Regions from separate parts of the Pan troglodytes genome. Here region 1 is linked to region 2. The links are chromatin contacts, called in public Hi-C maps. All regions are on one chromosome and are shown on one strand. The core of a region is the stretch at or near the end of the contact, and the rest is flanking DNA. Distances in the headings are between cores, read along the strand shown.

Region 1 (3,809 bases), core at 342-2,841, 230 kb after region 2:
CTTAGAGAGGAAGGAGGTCAGAGCTCTTCCCCTGTAACCCAGCGTCAGGATTTGAATCCAGTCCTTTTGACTGAGACTTAGAGAGGAAAGAGGTCAGAGCTCTTCCCCTGTAACCCACCTGGGTGGCACCCTTAGCTCTGTGCTCCTCTGGCCTCACATCCCAGGTAATTCAAGACAGAGGGGCCCACCATACACTGGCAGACCACCAGGGTAAAATAGAGTGGGAGGGTAGGAAGGTCAAGGATAGATCTTTCTGGTCCTCTAGGCCTCACCCTCACCCTGCCCACCATTTCTGCCCTGGCACCCACTGCCTCCCCATGCCCTTCATAGGGAGAAGCTCCAGAAAGAGTTTCAGAAACTCCTAATTGCTGACTAGCCCCAGGTCCCCAAAACAACGGCTCTGATGTTGGAACTATTTTCCCTGGCCGGGCCTCTAGGTAGTGACCCTCTGGCTTTCCCTCCATATCTGGGGCAAAGAGGGTGGAGAAAGCAAGCAGAAAAGTGTGCTGAAAGGAAGGCAGTTGGGGGGAGTGTAGAGGGGCAGCAAGGAGGCAGAAAAGGGCCAGGCATGGTGGCTCATGCCTATAATCCCAGCACTTTGGGAGGCCAAGGCGGGAGAGTCGCTTGAGGCCAGGTATTTGAGACCAGCCTGAGCGACATAGGATAGAGACCCTATCTCTACAAAAAAATTAAAAATAAAAAATTAGCTCGGCATAGTGGCATGCACCTGTAGCCCCAGCTACCTGGGAGGCTGAGGCAGGAGGACCACTTGAGCCCAGGAGGTTGAGGCTGAAGTGAGCTATGATTGCACCACTGCACCCCAGCCTGAGTGACAGAGAGAGACTTTGTCCCTATTTTTAAAAAAAGGAAGCAGGAAAGAAGAAACAGAATGAGTGTCATTGAGTGTCATTTAAAATGTTGGTTTCTACACACACGCTTGCCCACAGGCATACACAATCCAAGAAGTTACTAAATAAATGCACATTTTCCAGTGAAACCTACCAGCATGGGATAAGTTCCAAAAGTGGATAGTTCCCAAGATGTTCTCTAGTTTCCTCCTTTGTTGTTGTTGTTGTAGTTGTTTTTTAATTTGATTCATTTACTTGGTGCTAGAAGTTTGGAAGGAGATAAAGGACAGAGTAACTACTGGGGGTGGGGGATAGAGAAAGCTGTGTTTAGACGAGTGGCTGGTGAAAGAGGACACAATACCGTTTCTTCTCAATGTTAATCTAGCACATGTTAATTCCTCCCCACCCAGTGGGAATCGACAGTGGCTGAAAGCCTTCTAGGCACTGACAGCAAAGACAGAGTACTCGCCAAGAACTTTGTTCACGTTCTCATTCAGTCCTCAAAGCAACTTAGTGAGGTAGACGTTGTTACCCTTGTTTTACAGATAAGGAAATTGAGGTTCAGACGGTTCACTAACTCCCCTAATGTCACCAGACAAAGCAACAGATCAGGGTTTCAAACCCAGGTCTGTTCTCCAAGGCCTGGGTTTTTTCCGCTGCTCTGCCTCCCTGCCTGCACTGTTCTCTCTCCCGCTGTCCTCCACAGCAAATTCGCAGATGTGTCATTGACTGGAGAAGGTTAGGAAACACTGCTCTGGGCAGAGTCTCCAGGGGCTCAGCGCAGTAAGCTCCTTCCTCTCCAGCTCCTATTATGGTGCAAACAGTGCCGCTTCCCCGGCAGGCCTTTGTCATTTGTCCCGTGGCCTGTCCCCTCCCATCTCTACCCCATCCCAGTAGCACCCCAGGACCTCAGCTTCCTAAATTTCAGCCACAACATTATTTTACAAGGACACTCTTCAACCTTGAAAGGCAAGGTACCCCAAGGCAAGGAAACGAAATGACTGCAGTTGAACAGCATGAGAGTCCAGCGCCATCTAGTGGTGCTGAAACCGACAAGTCCCTGGCGGTGACATTTTCAAATAATCAATATCTCATTATTAACCATAATCACAACCTGATGTTTACTTTTGGAGAAATGTTCAGCAGCAAGGGATGCACATGCACTTTTCTGCATGTTTCAGAGGCCTGCGATCCTAAATGCCACAATGACTATTAAACAGTGTCCTGCCCATGAGCAAACAGGAGAGATTGGTTGTATATCTTTTTCATCTAAGCTGCTCACCAAAAACAAAGCTCAGTTGAAGCCAGTGACCTTTCACTAACTGCTGGAAGGAAAATGCTTGATAAATAATAAATAGACCACTACTGGATCTTGCTTAGAACTATCTTTTAATTAAAAGAACTGAGGAGCTAGAAGGTCCGGTGACTGACATTTATTTCAGTTGCAGTCCAGGAAAAGCATTCATTGAGGGTAAAATGATACTTGAAATGTATTTTCGTTGTCAGCTAGTATTCCCCAAAAACCCTGTCTGGAATCTGCATGGATGGAGGGTGGTGGTGGTGGCTGGCAGTAGCAACATTTTGTAGGGAACATAACACTTAACTTCCTGCCTTCTCTGCCTTCCCCTAGCAACCTTTTCTTTTTCGTGCTGCAGCAATAACCACTTGTCTGGTTCAGCATCACCACAGAAACTGCTTCAGTGCCGGGCTCATCCAATCAGAGACCCGCCTGCCACATTGAGCGCTACCCTAGGAGTGACAGGAAAGCCATTTCCCGTCTTTTCCACAGGAGGGCAGGTGCCCTTCCTCTGCCAGCCAAGGTGACCTCGACCAAGTTGCTCACTGAACCTGCTCAGCCATCCCTCATCTCACCCAGCACGGTCAAAGGCTCAGAACGCATGACTAACTTAGCCCGAGTCAGGCTCCCACCTTTTGGCTATTCTGGAATTGAGCTCAGGAACATAGAGACCAGGAAGTCTCAGCCTTCCCCATCCCCTCCTCCACTCGCCTTTGCTTGCTCCTAGCTCCAGTCTTCTGGCTGAGGCCGTGCCAGCTTGTGTTGACTACCAGCACCACATCATGTTCTCTGCCCTAACTCCCATGTACTCAGGAAAACTGCCAGCCCATTCTGAGTCAGGCTTGGTCGCAGATGAAAGCTGAGGATGGATGAGGCCCAACTCCGGGTGCCACGTCTGGATTCCCCGGAGCAGAGGCAGGCACCAGTGCCAGCCTCAGAGAAAATCTTACTGTCCCACTTGAGTGACTTTGTTTAAAAAAAGAAATCTGCTGAAGGTTTTTAAGTGGCACGCCATCATTTATTTACAGAGAAAGGTATCACTTTAACAAAATCAGGAGTCCTTCGGGGGCAGATTATTCTGCAATACCACTTTCATTATCAGAGAACTCTCGATACAAAGTGTTCTACAAAACTACAAGAAGAATCAGGCTAGCCTTTTAAGGACATCATCAAAAATCAGGCCTACCCAATAAAGGCAGAGGCAGAGCTCTATAAAATTTGGTGAATCCAGGACCACTTAAACAAGTCTAGACATACAGATGATGGAAGACATGGGACGTGAATTTCTTTTGCTGGCTTTCTCATTCCTCCTATTCTATCACTTAAAGCATTTACCTGCCAGCCCCCAACATCCCAGATCTCTCTCCACTACCCTTGGAGAGCTCATTTCTTCTCCTGGCTCCAAATCTTGCCCCTATAGACACCTATCCCTTATCTCTGTCTGCCACTTAGACATAGCACCATCACCTTCAACTTAGTAGGTTGAGAATTGAAGCTCTCTCCCAGGAGAGCACCAGTTCCACGTCACCAACTGGGTGTCAGTGATGCTGCTAAGTTTTTTAGTCACTCAGGTTTGTGACCTTGGACTTGCTGCCTCCTTTTTGGTCCCTCTGACATGTCTCCTCTTTCCTCCTTCCCTGCCCACTCCTCCATCCCATTCTTTA
Region 2 (3,663 bases), core at 73-2,572:
CCTGACTCATTCTTTAAGAAGGTTCCAGAAAAATCCACTTCTAAGAGCAAAGCCTACTGAGATCTTAGGCCTGCTACCCTTCAGCCCAGGGCATACCTGGGGGATTGACTCGGAACAGGGGATTCTGGGGAAGGAAGGGCAGAAGGATAAGAAGGGAGGAGGGTCCTGAGCTGTCCTCTTGGACTCAGGGCTGCAGTGCTGTGACCAGCCCATCCGTGGAGGCCAGCCGCAGGCTAGGGTCGGCTTCTGGGCCCTGCCACCTGGCAAGGTGCCCAGTGATTGGCTCACCCCCCACTCCTTCCAGCTGCTCCTCCTCAGCCCTGAAGACAACTCAGTCGGGAACCAGCCCAAAAGTGGTGGGTGTATTTGTGTGTGGGGAGGGGGGCGGGTAATGTGGGTGGAATTAACTAGGCTTCTGTATTCACAATCCTATTTGTAGCATCATTCTCACTCGTAAGCTAATTTTAGCCATCCATTCTGCTTCTGTTGCCATTTATAAAATGAGAATGTCAAATGCAATATTAAACAAGCAGGATGAAGGCAAAAAAGGAAATGCCAGAGAGGCATTTAATAAATGAATCTGGTGTTTACGTGGGAGAGGGAGAGATCCTGCCCCCCACGCATCACACACGCAAGCGCGTGCACATGCTGTTTGTGTACAGGCTGTGTTAATGAGAGCAGAGTGATTAGTGTGTTGGGGGAGGCCGGGTGGTTCGGTGGTAAATGTTTGTTGCTCTTTAGGCAGAAGTAATTTGGCCTGCAGGGAGTGGCCTCCCAGTTGCCTGAGTGGTTCGCTTGCCCTTCATCTGTCCTCTGACGATGTCAGTGTAGGCAGGGCCAGGGAGGGCAGTGGTCTGTCTCTCAGTATCTCAGCACCCAGTGCCTCTGGGCTTTTCTGAACGTGCTGCCACCAGCATCCCCGTACTCCACCCCCAGGGCGCAGGGTCATGAGAGGGGAGCATGGAGACCACTAGGAGGGGCTGCTCCCCCTTCTCTTCTGCCTCTTCCCCGTGCAGAAGGCAGGGCATGAACAGTCTGCGCCCGTATGCAGCTGCAGAGACCAAGCCCAGAGTAGCGTGGCTCTTGCCTGGACTCTTGCCAATTTGTCTTCTAGTTTCACTCTAGTTTCCCCAGGGCCTGGGAGTTCTGTCCCTGGTTCTTCCTTTGCCCTCTTCTTTCAGCTGCCTCTGCCTAGAAAAGAAGGCTCAAGCCATACCTTTTATTTTCTCCCTGTTTTAAATAAATGAAGTTAGGCCCCACGCAGGGCCTCTGGCCCAGCCCACCGTGCCCTGGGGTAATTACTCCTCCAGCCTTGTGGCGGAACCTGAGCACCTGCTGGAGGCTGAGGTTTCTTTCCACTTTGAAATGCCCTTGCAGGTTCCCAGAAATGAAAAGGAGGACAGCTGCTGCTGCCACCATCAGCTTTTTCCCCAAATAGTGCGGCCTGGGAAGCTCTCTTTGCACATCCTGCTGATGAAAGCAGGGAGATGGGGCCTACCTGGCCGACAGGTGCAGGGAGGGTTAGGGAGAAAGGCAATGACTGTGTGCTAAGAATCTGCTGTGCTGGGGAGGCTGCTGCTCTCTCTCTTCCTCTTCACTCCCCATTCTGGGATTTCAGTGAACACAGATGTGACCTGACTTCATCACCTTCAAAGGCACTCACCTAGGCTCCATGTGGAGAGGGCAAGGTGTGACTCAACCAACTTTATCCAGTGCAAGCACTTTATAGGATTAGCTCCGAGAGCCCTATGGGGTAGGCACAGCTGTCACTGTTTTAGAGATGAGAAAATTGAGGTGCAAAGAAGTTAGTCAGCCGGTCTCAGCTCAGAGAGCCGGCAAGTGGAACAGAGATTTAAAGCCAGGAGCCTTAGCCCTAGGCTAGACTGCCGTATAACAGACTAGGAGGCACCCACTCTCAGATCTGGGCAGGGTGGGGGCTGCAGTTATTGGGGTACATCTCAGGTGATATTGGGGACCAGCTCCTCTCTACCCATTGCCCAGATTCTGAGGACCTCTGAGGGAAGAGCCACATCTCAGCCACATTCATTTCTGTGTCCACACCCAGCCGCTGCTTGGTAAATAGTAGATGCTTAATGTTTATTTTTGGTTTATGACCTATTTTACTTTGCCATCACTGATTGTAATAAAACACTGAGCAGAGGAAACAATGGATGAAATTAATTCTGGAAGTGGTAAGGAGATCAGTTGTGGAAGCTAGCATCGGGAAAGGCTTTGTGAACTAGGGGGAAAGGCTTTGTGAACTAGACCCAGATAGGCCTTGAGGGTTGGGTGGAGAGTGTGGGGAAGGGCTGTGTGAGGTGGGGTGATGGGGGGGTGGCTGGCAGCCAGAGACCCAGAGGAGGGAGCAGGGGTTTTGAAGCTGGGGGTCTGTGATTGAATTCTGACTGTGCTTTGTGACCTTGGGCAAGTCATTCCTTAGAACCTCTGTGTCCTTTTCTGCTGTAACTACGAGGCGGGTAAGGCCATCGCACAGAGGAAATGAGGCTCCATGCAATGAGGGAGTTGACAACCATGGACATTCTTTGAGGACTTCTGTGTGCCAGGCACTGTGCTTTATATCCATTATGTGTATATGTTATGTAATATATGAAAATTACGAGGATGTTGTGGCTGTGCCTAGTTATGGATAGCACTCAATAAACAGTGCGTGCCTTCCTCCCCAGAGTAACCCTCCTGAGTCAAGATTATAAATCTAATAGGTTTCTCAATGCCTTTTGCAAACAAGTCTGGGCCATTTATAACATGCATGTGTCCTGGAAGGTAGACATTCCTGCTGCCTGCCTTTCCCTATGGAAGCTGGCAGCTCCATTTCCGTTTGCACAGTAACCCCTTCCTCTGTAGACTGCATGGGCAGGTCCCACATCCATGAGGACCTTTTTGCAGTAGAACAAGAAAAGTTATCATTTACAAGTAGGTCCCCTGGTGCTTGGCCACACGCTGGTCCCTGTCCACAAGGACAGAGCCTGATTATGATGTCTGAGAAGCGAGGAGGGAGGGTCTCTTCCACTCACTTTCCAGTATCCACAGTGACCAGCTGGGAAGCCTCTCTGTGTTAGGCCATTCTCGCATTGCTGTAAAGAAATATCTGAGACTGGGTAATTTATTTAAAAAAGAAGTTTAGTTGGCTTACAATTCAGCAGGTTGTACAGGCATGGTGCCAACATCGCTAGGCTTCTGGGGGGAGGCGCCTCAGGGAGCTTTTACTCATGGAGGATGGCAAAGTAGGAGCAGGCACGTCACTTGGTGAAAGCAGGTGCAAGCAAGAGAGAGAGTGCAGGGAGGTGCCACACATTTTTAAGCAACTCCGAGTAAGAGCTCACTCATCACCAAGCAGGTGGCCCAAACCATTCACAAGGGATCCACCCCCATGAACCAGAGGCTTCCCACCAGTCCCCACCTCCAACACTGGGGAGTACATTTCAACATGAGATTTGGGCGGAGACAAATATCCAAACTATATGACTACCTGAGTATGCAAAGGGCAGAAGGGCTTGTACCAGTGAGGGAAAAGGACTGCAGAGTGGTTAGGGACCCTTCCCCTGCCAGATTGAAGGACCAGGGCTTCCCAGCACAGCTGCCAGGATTTACAGGGGTGCAATTGCTGCCTCACCAACCCCCTAGCCCCTTATTGGCTTCTTAAGG

The links. A called contact is a pair of places that touch in the nucleus more often than the background predicts.
Region 1: a Hi-C map of stem cell-derived neural progenitor cells shows a contact between it and region 2, with 4 times the contacts expected there. The contact joins two enhancer-like sites. A contact is called at or near these places in 2 of 7 Hi-C or Micro-C datasets (induced pluripotent stem cells and stem cell-derived neural progenitor cells) and 1 of 1 other capture datasets (stem cell-derived neural stem cells).

What each region holds. Positions count from the first base shown.
Region 1 is chr19:70,952,075-70,955,883 of NHGRI_mPanTro3-v2.0_pri, forward strand. No RefSeq gene overlaps it. Among named protein-coding and RNA genes, the nearest start is that of MRPS23, 18 kb to the right of the region's middle. Within about 2 kb of position 1,592, at least 14 of the 24 cell types and tissues checked have an H3K27ac peak or open chromatin away from gene starts, as enhancers often do. A contact at or near this core is called in induced pluripotent stem cells, stem cell-derived neural progenitor cells and stem cell-derived neural stem cells, where this site is marked.
Region 2 is chr19:70,725,484-70,729,146 of NHGRI_mPanTro3-v2.0_pri, forward strand. All of the region lies in intron 8 of MSI2 (musashi RNA binding protein 2), which reads left to right. Among named protein-coding and RNA genes, the nearest start is that of CCDC182, 140 kb to the right of the region's middle. Within about 2 kb of position 1,323, at least 13 of the 24 cell types and tissues checked have an H3K27ac peak or open chromatin away from gene starts, as enhancers often do. A contact at or near this core is called in induced pluripotent stem cells, stem cell-derived neural progenitor cells and stem cell-derived neural stem cells, where this site is marked.